Linked DNA regions of Zea mays: region 1 is linked to region 2. Evidence: chromatin contacts called from public Hi-C data. All regions are on one chromosome and are shown on one strand. The core of a region is the stretch at or near the end of the contact, and the rest is flanking DNA. Distances in the headings are between cores, read along the strand shown. Region 1 holds the start of LOC100304383 (O-fucosyltransferase family protein). Region 2 holds the start of LOC103631377 (DNA topoisomerase 1).

Region 1 (6,210 bases), core at 3,125-5,624, 150 kb after region 2:
GTGTCGTCTTCACAGGTGTGGGGAACATTGTCTTCAGTGGGCTCTTGGTGGGTGGATTGGGTGAGGACGAGGGCCTTGCCCTTTCTTGCGGCCAGCAGTGCTGCCTTCGCAGCCTCGTCAGCCTTCGGGTTAGCTCTCTTGGGTGCCATCGCGGGTGGTTTGTGTCGTAGCACGAACGGTGGGCGCCAAATGTTGGAACTTGCTCTCAACCGCAAGGAGGCCAACAAGGGTGAACAGTGGTGACAATAGGGTTACGTGCTCGGGGGTAACAGCTCTGTCAATCTAGCCTCTCACGGGCACTGTGCGGGGGTATTTATAGGTATCTGAGTGCCCAGCGCCTTGTGTTAAGGACGCATGTGCCCTTAGACACCTAGTTTATCCCCAGAATATTCCCATAAAGCAGGGTTACAAGCTGTAATTACAAGAATGCCTTTACAAATTAGGCCCGTAACACGAAGGCGGCCACGCAGGGCCCGTTACAATGGGCCAGATCACACGTGGGCCTCAGAGCTGGACGAGGCCGTGCTGCGGGATGACGTCGCCGCAGGCCTTCGTCCGGTGCCGAATGGAGCGAAGGGTGTCCCTGCCTATTTTGTCTCTGTCAGACCAGCGACTGCAGCGAAGGCCTCGAGCGAAGGGTGGCGTCTTTGCCTTCGCCCCAACACTGTGGTTTCAAAACAAAATGGAATTTGGATGTAATGACCACTGACCAATCAATGTAGAAATAGATTTTGTGGTAAGTTCTCGAGCTCCTTACGGTCTAATAAGATGGAACTATACATATAGAATGTGTGTCTCAATGGTTTCCATCTCTAAATTCAGAATACACGTGAATACAACGTAGGTGCACATCTTCATGCGCATCGAGCTTCATTTTGTTACCAATATATACACACTTAAGTTTACACAATCCAGGTGCCATGTCTCATGTTCATGCAGATATATGTCGATAGACATTGAATTTTGAGGTCTGCTTATTTAAATTTTGTGGTCTACTTATTTAATTTTTTTTATTTTATAACAATTGCAGACAATATGTTCAAAGATCTCGCGTCTGGAAGCTCTAGTATATTGCATAGCTTGAGAGAAGAGTTCAGTCCTTACGGGTAATCATTTTGTTCTAAATGACCTATATTAATTGTTTCTTGCACGAGTTAGGAACCTTGAACATCCAAGAAAATTCTTACATTTTATGCTTGCTGACAGAGGAAATAGAAGTAACTGCTGAAATGTATTTTCTCAGTCAGCAAAATATCATGTTGGACATGGAAAATAAAGCCTTGAAGCAAGGACTTGAGTGTCTATCCCATGAGCATCTAATTATACATTGTAAGTATTCCTCTTTCTTTCCCCTAGGGTTTTTCGGTGACTTTCAAAATGTGTCTTCTCTACTTGGGAATTACAGTAGCAGTTAGTTTTTGAATCTTTGTAAGTCTGTGTGATAGACCTGCAAATATGTTAGGAACCAATAAAAAGATGTCTCGGCGTAAACTAAGCATCAACTATATGCCTACAACTGGCATGTTCATATAATATCTTGATAAAAGACTATTGCATTACCACTTTTATGAGAACAATGAGATTATCTGGAAAGTTTGCTTTAAATTATACAGTTTAGCAACATAGTTGCATTTCAACAGGTGTTACTTCAAAAATTGTTCAGTAGGAAATAATTGACTCATAATTCATCCAGAATATATTGGAGCTCATTAGTCATATTTTTTAAAACAACTGAGTCACCGATTTTTCTCGCTAATGTTGCGGATTAGCATGAGATGTTTGAGAGGGAAATTGGTCGTCTTAGAACATTGTCCCAACAACACCAAGAACAACAACAACATGTAGACAACAGTAGACTCCTACCCATAGCCGTAATAACAGTAGAGACCTGGATTCACAATTTGCAAAACTGTCTAAAAAACCCAACGATCCCAGTTCAGGGTGCGACGATGTCTCTGCCCTTCGCATTTAAGATCCCTTTGTTCTAGCTTTTGGATCCATGAGCTTTGCAGAACTTGTTGTCTCTTTATGCCACTCTTTGTGGTTGTCAGTAACATCATGAGAGCACCAACAACAGTGAATTGAGAATCTCATCCCATGGTGAATAAAGTTGAAAATATTAATAACTGTGGATCTGGTCCTTATTTCTTTCAGAATGTGCACCTAAAGGTCATCATTAGCTTCTGTCCATTTTTATGCTTCATCGGTCGTAGGTGTTTAGGATTTGTTTGCAGATTGATGACTTCCATGGATCCTTGTATCAGTTTGAAGTTAGAACACCAAGGTTCTAATCCATTTCTTTTTAGTCGATTCTCTGTTGAGTTTAGGCGCCATGTGGCCTTGTATTAGTTTGGCAAATGAACGGAATGTGAGCTGGTCCTCTTTAGGTTATGCCACATCCTAGAAGACCCATGCGCCAGGAGTATAAGGCATGTACAATAAGATGGTGAAATGGAAGGGTTGATGCAGTTCAATTTTGTTTTATTTGTGATGTGCAGAGCAAGATGTTGGATACTCTTAGTTATTGATTGCAAATAGTATCTTGTCAGCACCAGGAACCTAAAATTGACTTTACTTGAAATTTTTGTTGGAACATGTTTAAGTAAATATTTAAATAACTATCTTATTTAAACAAGGTCCATGCATGTCTGTAACAATGTACAGATACCTAACTATACTACTATGAAGAAGGTAAGGGGTAGGCTGACCCTCTCTGGTTCTACCTCTCCTATATCTCCAACAGATGGACCCGACATTTTGGCAGAACCATCCACACCCGACCTCCTCCACCTCTTCCCCGCCCCTCGCTCCAACCGCGCCGCGCTCCACATGTCGCGGCCTCATCCACCTGCCGCCTTTGAACCTTCCTCCCGACGCGATTCGCGGTCGCACACACCCGACCCCCCCGAGCCTGCCTCCTGATGTTACCTCCTTCACCTGCTGACCCGACGCGCGAAGTTTGGTTGATAACATCACTAAACAATGATCTATGCGTACACAAGTGTCACTCTTCGGTTGATAACCTCACTAAACAATGACCTATGCCTACACAAGTATTACCTGTTGCAACACACAGATATATACCTAGTAGTCATTAAGTCATATGTGATATTTAATAGTCATATGTTGTTCTTTTAACCCTGTCTTGTATTAAGATGAACCGAAGCCACAAACTGTTTTCTCTCTCTCCCGTGATGACAAGTTTTCATCCATCAAACTTTCTCAGGTCATAAACACATGCATCTCTCGATGTTCAAAGCTTGGAATAGTCGCAGATAATATAATGCCAAAATATAAGTATTAAGTCATTATATCTCGATGTCTTTTTGGTAGTTTAATTTCTCCAACGGTCTCGCCTTCTAGTTGTGTGTGGCAGAGAATAGTCGCAGCAACGTTTCGTGTTTTGGTTTGCTAGCTAAGACGCCATAAATCTATCTCTTTAAGCTTAGTCCTTCGAATTAGAAAAAAGAAGTTAGATAGAATAGTCGTAGCAATCTTCCAAACCAGACACATGCATCCACAGATGATGTCCAAGCTATAGTATTAACGGAAACAAAACATTCTTGCTAAGAGTTTAGCACGAACAATATTCCTTGTAGTTGTAGACGAGCACAAGTACATGTAGCTCTATTAAACTAATAATAAATACAGATCCTAGTGTATATATACATACATATCTTAGAAATATTTAAAAGGGAGCAATCAACAACAATATTCTCAAAGAACATTCCTTTCTCCATCAGGTAACATGCTACTTGAGCGGAAATGATTAGCATGAGGGGCATCACGCACGCATCAGGCGCTAGTGATATCTGCTCGTCACATTTATTTGTTAACAGAGGAGGCTACTCTGGCCACTCGTCTGTTCGGTACACACGATATTTGAATTGTACCACGTTATTTTATTTTGTATTTAGAATGTGATTGTGTGGTGGACTGACTACCTTGTCCGTGAAGCACCGCCGCGGGCGCGCGCGGCGTGCATGTGAAGCGTGGCAAAGGCAAAAGGGCCGCGCCGTTGGCCGTGCCCATTCTGAAAGCTACCGGCAACTAGCTAGCTAGCTAGCTTTGTAATTTTTTTTACGGTATGTGAACCTTTGAGACGCAATCTACGACAAACAGTTCAATCACTGTCGCTTCCCAAAATGTCGTTAAAATGAAGTTACCATAAGCGGCTCTTGCAATAAGAATAACGCCACTCCAATTGGGTCGCAGCGGGGTTGCGCATTAACGCCGCTACTACGCGCACACGCACCACCACCACTGCTGGCCAAACAACCACCACGTTACCAGGCAGCGACCAGCGAGGCTGGCAGGCACTCGCATTTTCGCACAGGCGAGGCGAGGCGAGGCACCGACGCCCAAAAATAACTAGGCGTCCCCACAAACCGCTCAACCTTCCCTCCCTCTCCCCTCTTCATCGCTCCGCTGCGCTGGCCACGAGATCCACGCCGCCTCCTCTCCGGCGCCCCGCCCTCGCCTCTGGTGGGCCACGCTGCCCTCCTCGCGACCTCCGCGCGGCTGCGAACGACCGACGACCGCCGGTTTCGCTGAGCACTGCGCAGGAGGCACGAGGAGGTGGATTCCCCGACAGGCGCGGTGCCGGCCTGAGTGACAGGGCGGCCGGGCGCCGGTGACCTGCTCGGCTTCGCCAAATTTGCGGGCGGCGTCTTGCGCCGTGCTGCTGTCGCTGGAGGCGTGGAGCAAGGGAGCCCGGAGGAGGGGGAGGCCTTGCTCGCAGCCGCATTGGCCGGTAATACTATCTCCGACCGAGGAGGCAGGCGGCCGATTTAGTAGTTCCCTCCCCGCTCCGGACGCGCCGGGCGCCCTAGGTGCCTCTCGCCCCCGCTTGGTCCATGGTCCATGGGGTGGAAGGTTAAGTCGTCGCCGGCGGCGGCGCCCGGCGACAAGCTCAGGTTCCCTCCCTCCTCCGCCGCGCGGTCGCGGATGAAGCTCTGGCTGGTGCCCGCCACCACCACGGTGCTGCTCTGGACCTGCGTCCTGCAGCTCACCGCCGTCGGGGACACCTGGGGCCCACGTGTGCTCAAGGGCTGGCCCTCCTGCCTCACGCCGCACGAGGAGGCTTCCGCCGCGCGCCCGCACCCTCTCGCCGTCGACAAGGCCGCGCTCGCGCTGCCGCCCAAAAGTGAGTCGCCCGCCCCGCGGCCTCTGGTTGCTCGCTCGCTCGCTTTCCTTTGCCCTGTTCCGCCGGCCTGCTGTTTGCTTGCGCCTGGACGACGGTTCCCAGCTGGACATCGACAGCCCGCCTGCATCGTGGCGTCAGGCGTGGAAGATCCCTCCAAGCCTCCTGCGTATATTTCCTCGGTCTTGCATGAAAACGACTTGCGATCGGTGACGATTTCCCGTCGTTTTCGTGTGCTCAGATTGGCAAGCCCCGCGTAATGCAGAACGTCACGCGGATTTCGTTCTGTGCTAATGTCACCTGTATGCATGTGCTGCTTTCCGTGGCATTTCATAATGCAATCATGCTCACATCATTTCCACGTTATTGGATCAGTATATTGTTATAAACATTGGCGTTCGGTCATGCATGTCGATATCATCGCATTGCTTTATCCTTTTTTTTTTGGTAGTAAGGCAACGGGTTTGCCGTTCTGGTTATTGTATTTTCATGTTAATATCATACTTTTTAGGTGGGTCACATTTTCATAGGCTTGGTTTGTTGTCAATCATTCATTCTCAGCAGTTCTTGGGTAGCTGCATGCCTGCATCATTGGCCTTTTTTCTAGTAACCGTAGTTGCATTTGGTGAAACAACATTCTGTCAAATAGGAGATAACTTAGCTCTTAGGACACATTTCAGCCCAGAGCCCCAGACAGAGGATTATAGGAGCCAAGCTAATTGCACTTGTCAACAAAGACCTCGGTTGTTATATGACATTACATTGCACCTGCATTTCCATTAACTGAATGTCTTTCCTAATTAATGACAGGAAAAGTGTGGTCATAATTTTCTTGTTGGTATTCAAGTACTCAATGTGCACCAGTATTATAACTATGATTCCAAGTAGCAAAATATGTTGTGCATGTTCTAGTGTTTCTTTTTGCTGATCTTTTGTTGTCAATGCTTTCCAGGAATATATAGGAACAATGGTTACTTGATGGTTTCGTGCAATGGTGGGCTTAACCAAATGCGAGCTGCAGTAAGCAACTGGAAAACCCTTGTTTGTATTGATTCGTCGGTTTTCTT
Region 2 (6,429 bases), core at 2,089-4,588:
CAGAAGTGGTGATATGCCAAACCCAATTAGATAATCAAGGGAACGGCGTGCAAGATAAGCATTGACTAAGTCCATGTCAATATACCTCGGGGACATTAAAGCCTTCTTTATTGCATCCTCAGATATTTCATGGAAAACAACTCTTGCAACAGTCACATCAAAACCCAGTACACCTTGTTGTTCAAGCATTTCTTTGATGTGCCAAGCAATCGCTTCACCTTCACGGTCAGGATCAGATGCAAGAATTAAATTTTCTGCTCTGGAGAAAAAGGAACATTTGTAAAAAAATAGCAATGTGTTATTAACTCAACACAAGGTGTAAAAGCAATCAGCAACATGTGTCTAGAACTATTACCTTTCATACTATTAGCTTAGTTGATTTCAAAATAATAAACTACCACTAGTATAAGCAGAACTCCAGTCTTAGGGAAAAGGGTTAGATTACACAATTGACGTTGCCAAAAGATATGTTCAGATACAGTTCAAACTTCAAACTACGGTTGAGGCCATTTTGAGCATTTTGATAAGCATTCAAGTATAAAAATAAACAAAACTATACAGTAGTTTTTCTATATGTGGTCAACCGCAGACCATTATTAAAGTATAACATGTATGATGTATCAAAGTTACAAAACAATCTCACCAACAAATAATACTCAAGTATATTACAGCGATAACTGGTGAAAGTAATACCACGATCAAAACAATAATGTGTCAGCATACACAGATGACAATAGTGATACTTTTACATAGAAGAATATAAAAATAAGAAACATAAACACTCAAATTACCTGCAACAAAAATAAGAAACCTGAATACTCAAACTATCTGCAAGGAAAGCCTAGCTTAGAAAACATATCACCAAATGAACCAACTACTGACGTATTCCATATTTTCCAGCATGCCATCAATGACTAATTTGCAGAAATTATGTGGACTGGAGTCATTGTTGAATACAATAGAAGATCATGGAGACAAACATACATGCGAACATATCGAATGTTACAGCAATTACTTCTATAATGATAGGTCTACTCGATTTTGTGTTTCTTTGTCTCTGTAATTAGAAGAGCAGCTAATGTGTATAAACCTTTGACAAAAAATGAGAAGATGTTTTATACAGGTGGAGAACATGTGTAATCAAAGCGTATGTATGTTTTAGTGAAGTTCAAGAATGCATCCACACTACACGCTACAAAAAACATACCTTTGCAGTGCAACTTTAATGCTCTTAAGGTGTGTCCAGGCAGCAGCAGGCACCTCCCAGACCATGCTGAAGTCATCATCGGGGCGGACAGATTTAGATCTACCTGCTAAATCTCTCACATGACCATAGCTTGGTAACACTTCATACATGTCCCCAAGGTACTTCTGAATAACTTTTGCTTTTGTGGCTGATTCCACAACCACAACTGATTTGGCTCTGGGAGGATACAATGGCACCAGTGGCTTTTTCTCAATAACTGAACCATCAATAGAGGATTGCATACAAATTTCAGGTACAGAAGAAGCAGCAGAAACCTCTGCTTTTGACTTTGCCCTATTATTTACTTTTTTCTCTTTGAAACTATCAGCACCCCTTTTCAATTTACAATTATCAGTCTTCTTGTTTTCTTGGTTCGTGCTAATATTATCAGACGTCTTTGTTGCAGCTTTACGAGTTCTAGCAAATATCCTCTTTTTATTGGTATGTACTTCCTTTTCTTTCATATCTCCATCAACTTCCTTTTTGCTTCCTCTTGAACTCTTCCTCTTGGCAGTGTCAGTCTTAGCATCAGTAACACTCTTGCTGTTGTTACTAGTAGATGTTGAAGCCTCATCAACAATGGTGCTACATGTAGCTAATGTGCTTTGGCATTTCTCAGATCTATGAAGCAAACTATGTGCAACACTTCCGTCTTTCCTTCTCATATTTAGATTACTGAATGAAATCTTATTTTTAACAAGAAACCTTATTTTTTTACTGTATGTAGTTGAGAATGGTCGTGAATTGCCAATATTATTAGCCTTTAAAGCAATTCCACAGCTGGCTGTGGCTCTGAAACATACAGAACTATAGCTGCCAAAGAGCCGAGGAGTAATAAAGGCACTACTTTTGGGCTGTAAGGCAACCCCAAAATTATTTCTTGAAGATATTTTCCTTGTTGAATTGCTCCTAAATGCAACCCCACACATTTTACAAGGGCGGAAAGGTGAAAAGGGCCAGGGTGAAGAAGAATATCTCTGAAACACCTCGAATTGAAGCTGAAAAGAAAATAAATAGACAACACAAAAAACAAGCACAACTCAAATGAAACATTATACCAAATTATAACAGGTAGAATCATGAAAAAAAATCATTCCCTCCCATTCTCATGATCACTTGGGGAAAAAACAGAAAGACAAAGGGCAAAAGTCATTGTTATCTTCATAAACATTCCTCATCAAACAGAAAAATAGGCGCCCCATATTCAGTAAATGTCCGTAGTTGAATAATTATTTAAGGATAAGTAGATGAAACAAAAGAAAAATAAGGTGATCGACACAATAGTGGTTGATGGTATCTGGTTCGTTTTAATCCTTGCAAATCAGGCTTGCACATTGTTGTGCAATGGCAAAGGATGTCTTTCTCTCTAACCAGGGGATAATATTTTGATATGCGCCATGACATAGCTCCGCCACAAAACCTTGTTGTTTCGCAAAGCCACCTTGTTTTATTGTTTTAAGAGAAAAGGAACGAGGCTCTATGTGGCTCACGGGTAATACAACGAACAGGTGGCGTTCACGCCGCACCACCATGCACATCAGACACTTCCGGACGTGATAAATTCTCATCAGAATGACAGAGAGCCACTCACCATTGCGGGCGGCGGCGGCAGCAGCGATAGCGCGTGGATGACGGCGCGGTGTCGCTGGGCGTATCCGTGCGGGAGGAGGCGGCGGAGCTGGAGAGCCATGGCCAACAAGGGGCGGCCACGAGCGCGCTCAGGGGAGGAGAGACATTGTTTCTTTCGGCTAGGGTTTAGCTAGGGTTTTACGGGCGAAGCGGGAGCGGATTGCGAGGCGGCGGTGCCGAGGAAGGAGCAGCGGAACCAGATTGACTGCAGTACTGCAGGCTGCATTGCCCACGTTCATTCTAAATCTAACGGTTCTCCAATGCAATTTTTTTTCCTGACAATCTGATTGCGGGAAGAATATGTTTGTAACTAGAATATAAGGCTATTCACCGTAGAGATTTCGTAGCACTCTTTAGAGTGATCTCTATCCCTCGCTCGTACATTAAAAATCCGAAGAACTAACCGACTGTTACCCTAAATGTACAGTTCTTCAGGTTCATCTTTAGCCCTACACCTTCTGGTTTGTTCCAGGACCTGGCACAAGTCTTTTATATGTCCCGGTGGATGTAGACTTAACTACGACATCGTCGATGTAAATCTCCACGAGATTCCCTATCAGGTCATGGAAAATGTAGTTCATGGCACGCTGGTATGTAGTTCTGGCATTCTTCAACCCAAAAGTCATGACCACATACTCGAATAATCCTACCGAGCCTGGTACCCGGAATGTGGTTTTGTGCACGTCTTCCCGGGCCATGAAAATTTGGTTGTACCAAGTATTTCCATCAATGAAGCTCAATATCTTGTGGCCGACAACTGCGTTGATCAACACTTCTGCGACCGGCATGGGGTATTTGTCCATTGGTGTGGCCCTGTTGAGTCTCTGAAATCCACGCATACCCTCCACCAGCCATCCTTCTTTTGAATGAGTACCACACTAGAAATCCATTCAGTATACCGACACGCCCTCATGAACCCTGTCTCCAACATTTGCTCTACCTCTTGACTTCATGCAGTACTTCATCCTTCATCAACCGTGCTCGTTGCTGAAAAGGCTAAAACCCCATCTTCAGCGGGAGTACGTGCTCTACAATGCTCCTGCCAAGCCATGGCATCTCCATGTAATCCCAAGCAAATCAATCCGAATATTCCTTTAGCAGGCTTATCATCGGCTCTCTTAACTCTGGGTCTAACCATGAGAGCACATAAAGGGGGGTGAATAGGTGATCCTGCGAAAACTTTAACTAGAAATAACAAACTTGGTCTATAAATGATGTTAGTAAAACTAAAACCAAGTTCAATTAAGAAGAAGGAGGATCTCTTCACTTAATTGCTCTCACAATATGTGTATTGAAACTAGAGCAATCATGAACATGAAGTACAGAGCTCGGAAGAACAAAATCGCAAAGAAGGAAACATAGACAAAGACACAACGATTTATCTCGTGGTTCGGCCAAGACCTACCTCCATGTTGTGGCGTCCCAACGGACGAGGGTTGCAATCAACCCCTCCCATGTGATCTAGAGATCAATCTTGAGTACCATGGTTAGTCTTCCTTATAGTATGGTCCCGTTTGTGAGGAATTTTCATAATTTGGAGTCTCTCACACCTTACACATTATGATCAAAATCAAGAACAAGAGTAAGAGAGGAAGAAGCAACACACACACACAAGAGCACAAATGCAGTAGGAACACGCACACAAGTGAAGAAAAGAGCGCACGAATGAAAAACAACATAATCTCAACTCAAAAACGCGCTTAGATCTCTCTTTGACCGAACCAAGGCGTGATTGAAGTCTCGGAGTATGTTGTAAGCTCTTGTGTTTGTCTCAGTGTGTTGTAGGGTTACTGCTCCATAGCCCCAGGGGGTCCTTTTATAGCCCCAAAGAGCCTAGGAGTCGTTGGTTCTTCATCTGGGAAGCAATCAGCCTTCCATGTCTGCTTGCACCAGATTGAAGCAATCAGCGATCTGTTTCCTTCATTGGTCGATTCGACAGTTGTGCGCCTTCGATCACATGGCACACCAGACACGACTCACCCGAGGCCATAACTCGTCTAAAGCCACAACGAGCTCGAGGCATCAATGCGCCCGAAGCAGCAACGCGCCCGAGGTCAGAGCTCGCCCGAGGCAGTCACAACTCACCTGAGGCAATCACGACTCGATTCGCCTAAGGCCAACCTCAGCGGGAGACATAGTCTCAGCTCTCCTGAGCCCACCTTCGGACAGGAGACAGTTGTGTTTTGCCCGAGCGCAATCACGACTCGCCCGAGCGTAGTCCTCACCCGAGCACATCGCCACCTCATCTGAGCATGTCGCGAGTGACTATCCGTTGAGGCCGAGACTGTCCCAAGTTTGGCCATATTTAGCCAACCTTCTTAACTCCATTTCGGCTTGACTTGAGAAGTTCTCTAGCACTTAGATGAACATTGTTAGTACCTAAAACAAATGACTAAGTGTTAGAAACATACATTTGCTTCAATTTTCTTTCTAAACGCATATGCTCATGCTCATAAGAGTAGTGTTAGTTCTTAGTAATGTGTTGAGCATTTTAATCACACAAAAACGATTGGAAATGTCCCAAGGGCACATTTCACTTTCAAACCTCTTGCCAATGAATGTGGGCCACGGCTTATCCCTAGGGCCAATATCAACTTCTTCTAGCTCGTCAGCGGAGGTGAACCTGTATCTTAGTTTTCCATTGCCCTGCAAATCAACAGTACACACAGGCGAGGAGTAGTGCTGAAAAAATTTGGGTTGATCGCATGGACCGACTGTTGGGGACTTGTTCTCAAATGCTTCGAATTAAGAACAAGGCAACACAAAGATGTTAAGTATAAATGCCCTTCGTCCGCTGAAGCATTATCTCCCCAAGGATTTAATGAGCTTCGGACGAAGGTTATGAGTAAAATATCATGAAGATTATACTTGTAAGACAACAAACAATGAGAAATGAAATATAAAGTATAAAATATATTCACATATTTTATTATATGAATATATAAGTATTAAAACATAATATTTGGGTACATTTATACCTTCGCCTTGATGTAAAGCAATAATTCAAGCGTAATGTGTCAGTGATTACAGGATCGCGTGAACAGTGCTGGGGTACTGTTCACCTATTTATAGGCACAGGGTGCAACCTGCGTAAAATTACATTTAAGTCCTTTACAATTGACTACAATAATGACACAAACATCATGGGTCTTTAAGTCAATTCATCTTTAAGTCGGTTCGGCCCTTCATCTTAAGATCTATCATTGTGTCGAAGCTCTCTAAATAATAGCTTCAGTGCTTGCTCCTGAGAGGGTCTGCCGAAGGTGTTCTCTTTCTTTAGGATCTTCGGCTACGAAGCATACCCCAACAGTAGCCCCTTCGCGGTGCTAGATCGTTTTTCGTAACGAGCTTGATCCGTGAAAAAGTCTTCTATGCTTCGGGATGCCGAAGATCCGAAAACACCTTCCCTGAGCTCGTTGGCGAGAAACGATTAAAATAATCCGCGCTCGAGGTGGCTCCATCTTGCAGCAGTTACGCACGCCCTGGCGATTCACCCTCTCGAACCCTGTGGCCCACCGTTCAGCGAGTGCGGGTGACTGTTTGTTCGGTGCGGG

Evidence for each region. Hi-C and Micro-C count contacts between places; a contact is called where the count stands out from the background.
Region 1: a contact with region 2 is called in a Hi-C map of tassel, with 2.4 times the contacts expected there. The contact joins the promoter of LOC100304383 here to the promoter of LOC103631377 in region 2. A contact is called at or near these places in 6 of 25 Hi-C or Micro-C datasets (bundle sheath, ear, endosperm and 2 more) and 1 of 3 datasets of contacts at active chromatin or transcription factors (leaf).

Annotation. Positions count from the first base shown.
Region 1 is chr6:129,931,307-129,937,516 of Zm-B73-REFERENCE-NAM-5.0, forward strand. It overlaps LOC100304383 (O-fucosyltransferase family protein), which reads left to right and starts at 4,375. Exons shown (of 8, transcript NM_001165819.1): 1 at 4,375-5,146; 2 at 6,096-6,163. The coding sequence starts at 4,864.
Region 2 is chr6:129,777,771-129,784,199 of Zm-B73-REFERENCE-NAM-5.0, forward strand. It overlaps LOC103631377 (DNA topoisomerase 1), which reads right to left and starts at 3,339. Exons shown (of 21, transcript XM_020539478.2): 1 at 2,838-3,339; 2 at 1,208-2,244; 3 at 1-259. The coding sequence starts at 2,936.